Regions from separate parts of the Mus musculus genome. Here region 1 is linked to region 2. The links are chromatin contacts, called in public Hi-C maps. All regions are on one chromosome and are shown on one strand. The core of a region is the stretch at or near the end of the contact, and the rest is flanking DNA. Distances in the headings are between cores, read along the strand shown. Region 1 has its middle 66 kb from the start of Gm19510. Region 2 overlaps Nsmce2 (NSE2/MMS21 homolog, SMC5-SMC6 complex SUMO ligase).

Evidence for each region. Hi-C and Micro-C count contacts between places; a contact is called where the count stands out from the background.
Region 1: a Hi-C map of bone marrow-derived macrophages shows a contact between it and region 2, with 4 times the contacts expected there. The contact joins two enhancer-like sites. A contact is called at or near these places in 2 of 15 datasets of contacts at CTCF or cohesin (the NIH/3T3 cell line and large pre-B cells), 19 of 484 Hi-C or Micro-C datasets (B cells, the C10 cell line, the C2C12 cell line and 13 more), 11 of 115 datasets of contacts at active chromatin or transcription factors (the NIH/3T3 cell line, T-cell acute lymphoblastic leukemia, bone marrow-derived dendritic cells and 8 more) and 2 of 9 other capture datasets (bone marrow-derived macrophages and embryonic stem cells).

Annotation. Positions count from the first base shown.
Region 1 is chr15:59,726,831-59,731,224 of GRCm38.p6, reverse strand. No RefSeq gene overlaps it. Among named protein-coding and RNA genes, the nearest start is that of Gm19510, 66 kb to the left of the region's middle. Within about 2 kb of position 2,949, at least 184 of the 459 cell types and tissues checked have an H3K27ac peak or open chromatin away from gene starts, as enhancers often do. A contact at or near this core is called in the C2C12 cell line, Th17 cells, bone marrow-derived macrophages and 2 more, where this site is marked.
Region 2 is chr15:59,395,592-59,399,529 of GRCm38.p6, reverse strand. The region is part of intron 2 of Nsmce2 (NSE2/MMS21 homolog, SMC5-SMC6 complex SUMO ligase); the gene reads right to left. Among named protein-coding and RNA genes, the nearest start is that of Nsmce2, 23 kb to the right of the region's middle. Within about 2 kb of position 1,524, at least 51 of the 459 cell types and tissues checked have an H3K27ac peak or open chromatin away from gene starts, as enhancers often do. A contact at or near this core is called in the C2C12 cell line, Th17 cells, bone marrow-derived macrophages and 2 more, where this site is marked.

The sequences.
Region 1 (4,394 bases), core at 1,700-4,199, 330 kb before region 2:
ACCCGGTTAGTGCTCAAAGGGGTGGAGCCCTGGTTATTATACAAAGGGGTGGAGTAAAGACAACGGTGCTCAGAGATGAGAGGTGAATCTTCCAAGTGGAGAGACCAAATACCCTCAGGATCCATGTCTACATGTTCAACAAGGGAGCCCCAGGCCCCAGTACACCCTTGACCTGAAGATGTGCATTACAAATAGACATGGGACAATGAGGGAATGCATCTAACCCCAAGGAGAGTCCAGGGATACAGCGGCTGCCAGACAGGTGATGCAGGAACGGAACCCCATGGAAATCTCTACAGAGACTCCAAGACCGAGTTTCACTAAATGAAATCTAGACCCAGGAGAAGCAGAACCAACTGTCTCATCACCTCTTTAGTCCTGTATGTGCCCAGGAAATTAGGAATAGGAATTCAGATGTTGAGACGTGGATTCTGATCTTGGCTCGTCTCCTTGTCCCTCAAGCCTATCTGATGGAGTGGACAATACAGTTTGCAACCTGATTTCCAGTACTGTAAGTCCTCTGCTCTGTGAGCTCCTTTTCTTCCCTCTCACCCTTCTGATTGCCCCAGGGTGGCCCATTACCCACTGCTCTTGTTAATTTTTTCTGAATGTTTGGTCCAGAAACAGAGTCCACAAAAACCTAACTGAGTTTGAAGTGTTCTTACTACTACTACTGTGAAGAGGATGACTTCAACACTCCGTGGTACAAACAACCTCCCCCCTTTATTTTGTTACTGGTTTTGTGGGCCAAGAATTCAGAGCTAAAAGTCCTTGCTCTAGGGAGGGGCATGCCTCATGAAGATGGACTGTATCCATCTGAATGCCGATGAATGACTGGGCTTCCCGGATACATCCAATCTCAGTCCGGGATGCTGGCAGCTAAGGCTGCCTCTGGTGAGGCGGTCAGAGAAACCTCTACAGTATGGCTGTCTTGAGGCTGTCAGCCCTCTTACCTGCATTTCGGAGTGATAGAAGAAAACCATGTAGGAGTTCTGTGGGCTTTTGAGAGACTAGGGCCTCAAAGAGCCAAGCCTCTGCTGTCTTCTATGAATCTGACTCACAGAGACCAGCTCGGATTCAAAGGAAGGGAACACTGGCCTTACCTATCATTGAAAGGTGGGCCAAAAAATGTACAGAGTTATCCTAAAATGATCCTACCCTGTCCATGAACCCCCTCCCACAGTGCCCTTGAGCACAACTGCGAAGGGAAGGGAAGGGAAGGGAAGGGAAGGGAAGGGAAGGGAAGGGAAGGGAAGGGAAGGGAAGGGAATCCCAAAATTTAAGTGTATTGCCCTGACAAAACCTGTGAATAGAACTCTCATCTCTGGGTCTTTATGCACCATGAGTTTGGACTAACTGTGGGCTGCATCCAACATCTTTTGTAGCATAAAGATTGGTCACTCTGAAGTTGTTTTATCTCTGAAGGGAAACGAGCAGCAGATACCTAAGAACTTCCTTTTCCTCCAAGACGGATCGACCCAGTGCCTTTTTCCAGCTGACCACAGCAAATCCTGACTCTTTCCACCTCTCTGAAGCCCATTTTATCTTTTGAAAGATAAAACTGATAATGATCACTTCATCTGTCTTCCCCACCCCGTCCCGCCCGGAGCTCTGGTAAGATGACGGACACTGTGATAACCTTTGTTAGATAGCAGTAGGTTACACTTGTTTCTATCTTCTAAAGAGCTGGAGTGAATTGGGCTAGGAGCTGGGGCCCCCAAAGGATCAAGGAAAGGGCCTGGTATCATTAGGATGTAATATGATGATATCAATGTAGGCCCAATAGACTTCAGAAAGGTGGGAAGAGGCGGGGTTTGCTGTTAACTGGTCAGCATTCAGAATGTCCCAGGCTTCTGAACCACTTTCAGTTTTGCAACGATCATCCCATCCATCAAGTCTATTAAGAAGTCATGAAGAAACTCAGGCGCACATCAACTAAAAGACAAACCTACAAACACACAGCTAATGAGCCAAAATGCCTGGCTATCCACCCTGGTCTCTTAGTGTCTACTGAGGAGTTCTATAAAGCCCTCTACTGGGGGCCTTGTGGGTCTTCCTCACTCTTGTGACAATCTCCATTCGCACCGTCCCCCACCCCCACCCCCGCCTCACCCTGAGAGCTGGAATTACGGAAGTCTGCCATGGTGCCTGTCTTCCGCTTGTGTTCTTCACAGTGTGCTCAGCTGGCAGATACGGTTTCCTGATTTTACAGAAGAGAAAGCAGGGCTCAGCTGTCTGCAGACTCACTCCAAAACACCATACGGGATGTGAACTTCACGCTAACTTCAAAGCTTGGTAGTTCCTAGCCACTTTCCTCTCTGCCTTGCTACTTGGGAAAGCATGAAGAGTTCTTTTCTACTGAATAGCTGCCAGAAATATCTCTCTTGGGTTATCCAGATGAGGAGACCCTCTGGGACTTGCAGGTTCAGAGCCTATGTCTCTTCACTTGAAAATGCACCCCATCTCTCCTTCAGTCCTGACAAGTAGCTTTTGCACATTAAGTAACAGGTCTCCAGCCAAAACTCAAGTGAGCGATGCAGGTCCTTCCATCTCTGAAAGACCCAGAGACCTAGGTCCCTGCAGTCTCAACTGTCAGACCTTGGGGACCACACCCAAATACTCTGGAAATCTGTAACTCGAACCCTCATTCTCCTCCCACAGCCTGGGGTACAGGCACTGCTGATTCATTTTAAGAAACTTTGCTTTCCACAGCAGCATAAGGAAGGACTGTCCCCTGCTAGAGCCACGTGTGTTTGCTATGATTCATCCTGTTGCCTGCAACCTCCTCAAAAAAAAAAAAAAAAAGGCCCTTACACAACCAGGAGCCTCTGGGAGCCACACAGTACAGGGGCTTCCCCTCTTAGTCACCCTCTGGGCCTAGGTCCACTTCCACGCAGCCACGAGAACTTGGAGGGACAAGCATATGCCCCAAAGAGGAACTGAGCACATTAGCAAACTGGGTGAAGGCCACCCCTCAGGGTCAGAGATGAGATGAGGCAAGACAGCAGCTGTGCTGATCCTGTAGAGCGAAATGTGCACGGTCAACAAAAGTTTCCGGCACACGGGGGCCCTGCCCTGTCCCCTCTGGCCCCAGGCACTCTGGGATGAGAGAAAATGACAAGGATGCAGCCTTGCTGTGCAAATGGAAATGTGGTGTGCTGTGCGGGTGGACCCTAAAGCTGATCTGTGAGCCCAGGCAGAAGCCTACAGAGATGGCCCCCATCTGGTGTGATCCTCTCTGTGGGAGCTTCACGGACACAGACACAGACACAGACACAGACACAGACACACACACACACACACACACACACACACACACACACACGTACACACACACGTACACACGCATGTGCGCGTGCACACTAGCGTCTGTGCTTCTTAGAGTCTCTATGCCGCTGTTTGCGCTGGTGGGTCTTGGTTGTCGATTTGTTTTACAACAGACAGAGAGGCTTGAGAGTGAATTGTCCAAACAACCCTTTTGCCTACAATAAAAAGTGAACCCAGAAAGAAAGGACACACACCTAGGTCACAAAATAACTAGGGGCCAGGTTAAGCCTGACCATGACCGTGGCCTGCAAAGTTGAAATGATTACCTCACATTACCTCTAACTAAGTCAGCCTCCTGCCCCCCCCCCGCCTTTCTCCCTCTCCCTCTCTACAATTCTACCCACTTTGCTCCACCTCTGAGCTCTCTTCCACCTCAAGGCCTTCGTACCATCCTCTCTGCCTTAACGCCAGGTTCATGACACTCTGCTGTAGCATCAGGTTCTCAGGTACCTTTGTCGGACTCTCTTCTGCATGGGTGGCCCTTCTGAGTTCCCAGCTTGGTGGGATCTAAAATCACTTAGCAGACAAGACTCCTGGGCAGAACTGTACAAGACTTTCTAGAGTGGGTTAAGTGACGTAGAAAGACCCACCCTACACACGTGTGCCACCATTCCACACCTTGGGAACTTAACGACTGCTTCATCTGTGTTTGTCAGGTGCTTGGGTGCAGTGGTCACACCCATGAGCCACAGCCCACCAAGATGGATGCCAGCTGTTAGCCTGTCCCCAGCGATACCCATTTCTCTTTAGGGATCAGTTCATAAACTTCAACAAAAAGAATAGGACCTCAGTTAATTCTCTCTACCAATAGAATCTCTAAAACAGGACCTCTAAGGGGTGCCTTCCCAACACTGGCACTGCTAACCAAAAGTGTGTTCAAATTCCTCTGGGAACCTGACTTCAGGAGTCACTGGCTTGTGTCCTTTTCACTGGTGGCTACCACCTTGTTTTCCACATGTCATGACTCCCATTTGTACACTTGTCTGTCAACTACAAAATGACTCCACAAATATACTTGATGTGCACAGCTAAGCGGATCTGAGTGTCTCTGTCATTTGTTCTGCATA
Region 2 (3,938 bases), core at 275-2,774:
GACTTAAAACTAAGTACTCAGCAGAATACCAATGAAACACACACACATGTAGCCAGTCTCTGCCCAGGGCCGCCTTTAAAGTGAGGAGCTTAATACAGCAGAGTAGCATGTGTCTGTACTCCAGCCAGGTAGCTGAGAAAGAAGATCACTTGAGCCTACGTAGCTTTGGAGGCTAACCTGGGCAACACAGCAAGACCATAGTTCAAAGTAAACCCTAAACAACAAAGGAAATAACTGTCTCAAACCCAGAATAACCACAAAAAGGCAGTCACTTCAAGTCTTCACATGCAGGAAAAAGCAAGCTCTAAGAGATGAAGCAATCATCTAGGCTAATAGAGAATTTGCATTTTAATTCACGGATGTATTTTTGTACAAAGTCAATTCTGACCCTAAGGCTCTACAGGATCCATCTTTTCAAATGCTCAAATAATTACAGCAAAAACAAAGCAACTGACCAATATGAATATTATGTACCAGCTCTGTAAAGAGCATTTTAGATACATTCCTTAATACTTTACAGCAACTCCAAATACGGCAGGTGTTAGGGAGATGTGGATGGGTGGATGGTTAAGGACCCTACAAGACATTCACTGCTATTTTACATCATCACTACTTATAAAGGAAAATAACCTGAAAGTTAAAGTCACAATGATACTAAAGTGGGCAGCCAGTGCATGATTCTGTAGTTCTGAAAGCCCAACATTACCCCATCCAGACAACCAAAGGATTATGTTCCCTCTGGGGACAGAGGAGGACCCCTCTCTTCATCTCACCTGGCCTCTCCTGCATCTTGGACAAAGTTCATCTCCAAAGAAAAGTGCTGAAGCTTTCACCACTGGTGGTGGCAACAGCCTGGAAAGGCCTCAGCTGAAGTTAATCTTCACCCTGAAGCACTTGCAGCTCCCTGAATGTGTCAGGTTCTAGGGAGCAAGTCATTTCTCACTCATTCTGAACATCTTGGGAGCAAAGGTGCCATGTGCCCTTCTGTCCCAGTCCATCTTTACAAGGATGCTTATGTAAGAGCAAGATCTCACAAGACTAAGATGGCGTCTACTTCCAAAAACTGGACCCCTGAGCCTGAGGTTCCTTAGTTGTGACCTCAACCCTCCTGGGCTCTCCCATATCAGCTCCAGAAACCATGAGGCATGGAGACAGGAAGGTAAACCAGAACAGGCATACTATCTGAGGTATAACAACAAAAGCTGCTGTCTTTGACTTAGGGGTTTCCTACCTCTCAAGCAGCCATGAAGCTTACAGGCAGGTTTGTCAGCTTTCATATCAGGACAAATACTCATCAATCTTTTCCAGTCTGTTTCTAGTACATGAAACAGCTACTCACCTTTAACCTGCAACAGCCCATGTGAAGCCTGTCCTGAAGGCTCTCTCATCTACAATTCCCACCAACTCCAGGGTTCCACATGGTTGCTGGGAAAAGGTTTTCATCACAGCACCTTTAGAGAACTAGTCATCAAATGAGTCCCAGCTCAAAACTCATACTCAGCACACATGAATAGGACTGCTTCAAGCTTGATGCTAAGCTCTATCAGGGGAAGGCATACCACGAAAACAGCAAATCCACACAGCTGGACTCCCGCAAGATCACAACCTTGCATACTTCAATGAACACTATCAAGAAAGTAAAATGCAGCACACAATAGGAAAAATACCAGCAGATCATGTCTTATATCAGACTTTTCTCTAGAATATATAAAGAACTTAGACACTGGATTTAAAAGTGCACAGGATATGAATAGGCACTTCTCCAGAGATTTCTCTAAGAGCCCAAAAGCATATGACATCATTACATAAATGCCAACTGAAACCATGCTGAGATACTAACGTGAGAATGGATGCTGAGCAGCACAATTAATAGTTACATTTGCTGCTGTGCTACACACAGCACCATGTGACCAAAAGCTTATCTGGGCTCTGGTCCCAGAGGATTTGAATCCATCTCGGCTGGGAGGCATGACATCAGGGAGCCACCTGCAAGCATGGTGCCAAGAAGGTGAGAGCTCACATTGCAAGAGAGAAGTAGAGAAAGCAAACTGGAAGCAGGGATAGGCTATAAAATCTGGAAGCCCTGAGACATCCATCCTCCAGCAAGACTGCACCTCCTAAACCTCTCCAAACAGCACCACCTACTGGGGACCAAGTAATGCAAATACCTGAGCCTAGTGAGGGCATTCCTCGTTCAAAGCACAAGCATCCAAGAATAATTTAGTAATATTAACAACCCAGGGTCCACCAACTGGTAGATCTACAAAATGTGGTATAGCTACATACTACATAATGGAGTATTATTAAACTATAAAAATAAATGAAGTGCTAACTGATTAAATGCTGATGGATCTAACAACACAGATGAACCTTGCTTGAAAACAAGAACACTCCAACCACAAAAAACCACATTTTATATAAAATTCACTTCTATATGAAATGTCTGAAACAGGTAACTCCACAGCTATAGAGCCATAGTAGATCAGTGGCTCCTGGAGAGACTGGCGTGCAATGCTAAAGGACGCAGGGTCTGCTTCCTTTCTTTTCCCTTCCTCACTTCCTTTCTTGTTGGTCTCCTCTCCTCTCATCACTATACAGCCCAGGCTGTCCTTGAACTCACAATACTCCTGCCTCAGTCTCTTGAGTAATGAAATTATAAGTATATAATATCACACCTTGCCAGGGGTTGTGGTTTTGAAATGATTGTGGTAACGGTTATGTGTATCCATGAATATAATTTTAAAAACCCCACTACATTATACATTTTACATGGGTAGATAATAAAATGGACAAATTACAAAAACGAAAAGGCTAATGGACTGTTAGATGGCTGGAGGAAAGACTAAAGGAAAAATAGACTGATATGGTGGTTTGAGTAGGAATGGCCCCATACGAAAAGATCTTTACCAGTCCTAATTCACATAGGGGGCTAATATCCAATATATATAAAGAACCCAAGAAGTTGGACTCCAGAAAACCAAATAACCCTTATTAAAAATGGGGTACAGAGCTAAACAAAGAATTCTCAACTGAGGAATACTGAATGGCTAGGAAGCACCTAAAAAAATGTTCAACATCCTTAATCATCAGGGAAATGCAAATCAAAACAACCCTGAGATTCCACCTTATACCAGTCAGAATGGCTAAGATCAAAAACTCAGTTGACAGCAGATGCTGGCGAGCTGGGATTGCAAGCTGGTACAACCACTCTGGAAATCAGTTTGGTGGTTCCTTAGAAAATTGGACATAGTTCTACCAGAAGATCCAGAGATACCACTCCTGGGTATATACCCAGAAGATGCCCCAACTTGTAATAAAGACACATGCTCCACTATGTTCAATGCAGCCTTATTTATAATAGCAAGAAGCTGTCTCCTGATATAGCTGTCTCCTGAGAGACTCTGCCATGCCTGACTAATATAGAAGTGGATGCACACAGTTATCCATTAGATGGAGCACAGGGTCCCCAATGAAGGATCTAGAGAAAGTACTAAAGGAGCTGTAGGGGTTTGCAGCCCCCTTGGAGGAACAACAATATGAACTAACCAGTAACCCCAGAACTCCCTGGGACTAAACCACCAACCAAAGAAAACACACAGAGAGACTCATGGCTCTAACTGCATATGTAGCAGAGGATGGCCTAGTCGGTCATCAATGGAAGAAGAGGCCCTTGGTCCTGTGAAGGTTCTATGCCCCAGTATAGGGGAATGCCTATGCCAGGAAGCAGGAGTGGGTGGGTTGGGGAGCAGGGGAACAGGGGAGAGGAAAGGGGATTTTTGGAGAGGAAATTAGGAAAGGGGATAACATTTGAAATGTAAATAAAGAAAATATCTAATAAAAAAATAATAATAAAGAATGGCCCCATACATGCATGTGTTTGAATGCATGGCCTATAGGGAGTGGCATTATTAGGAGGTGTGGCCTTGAAGTAGGTGTGG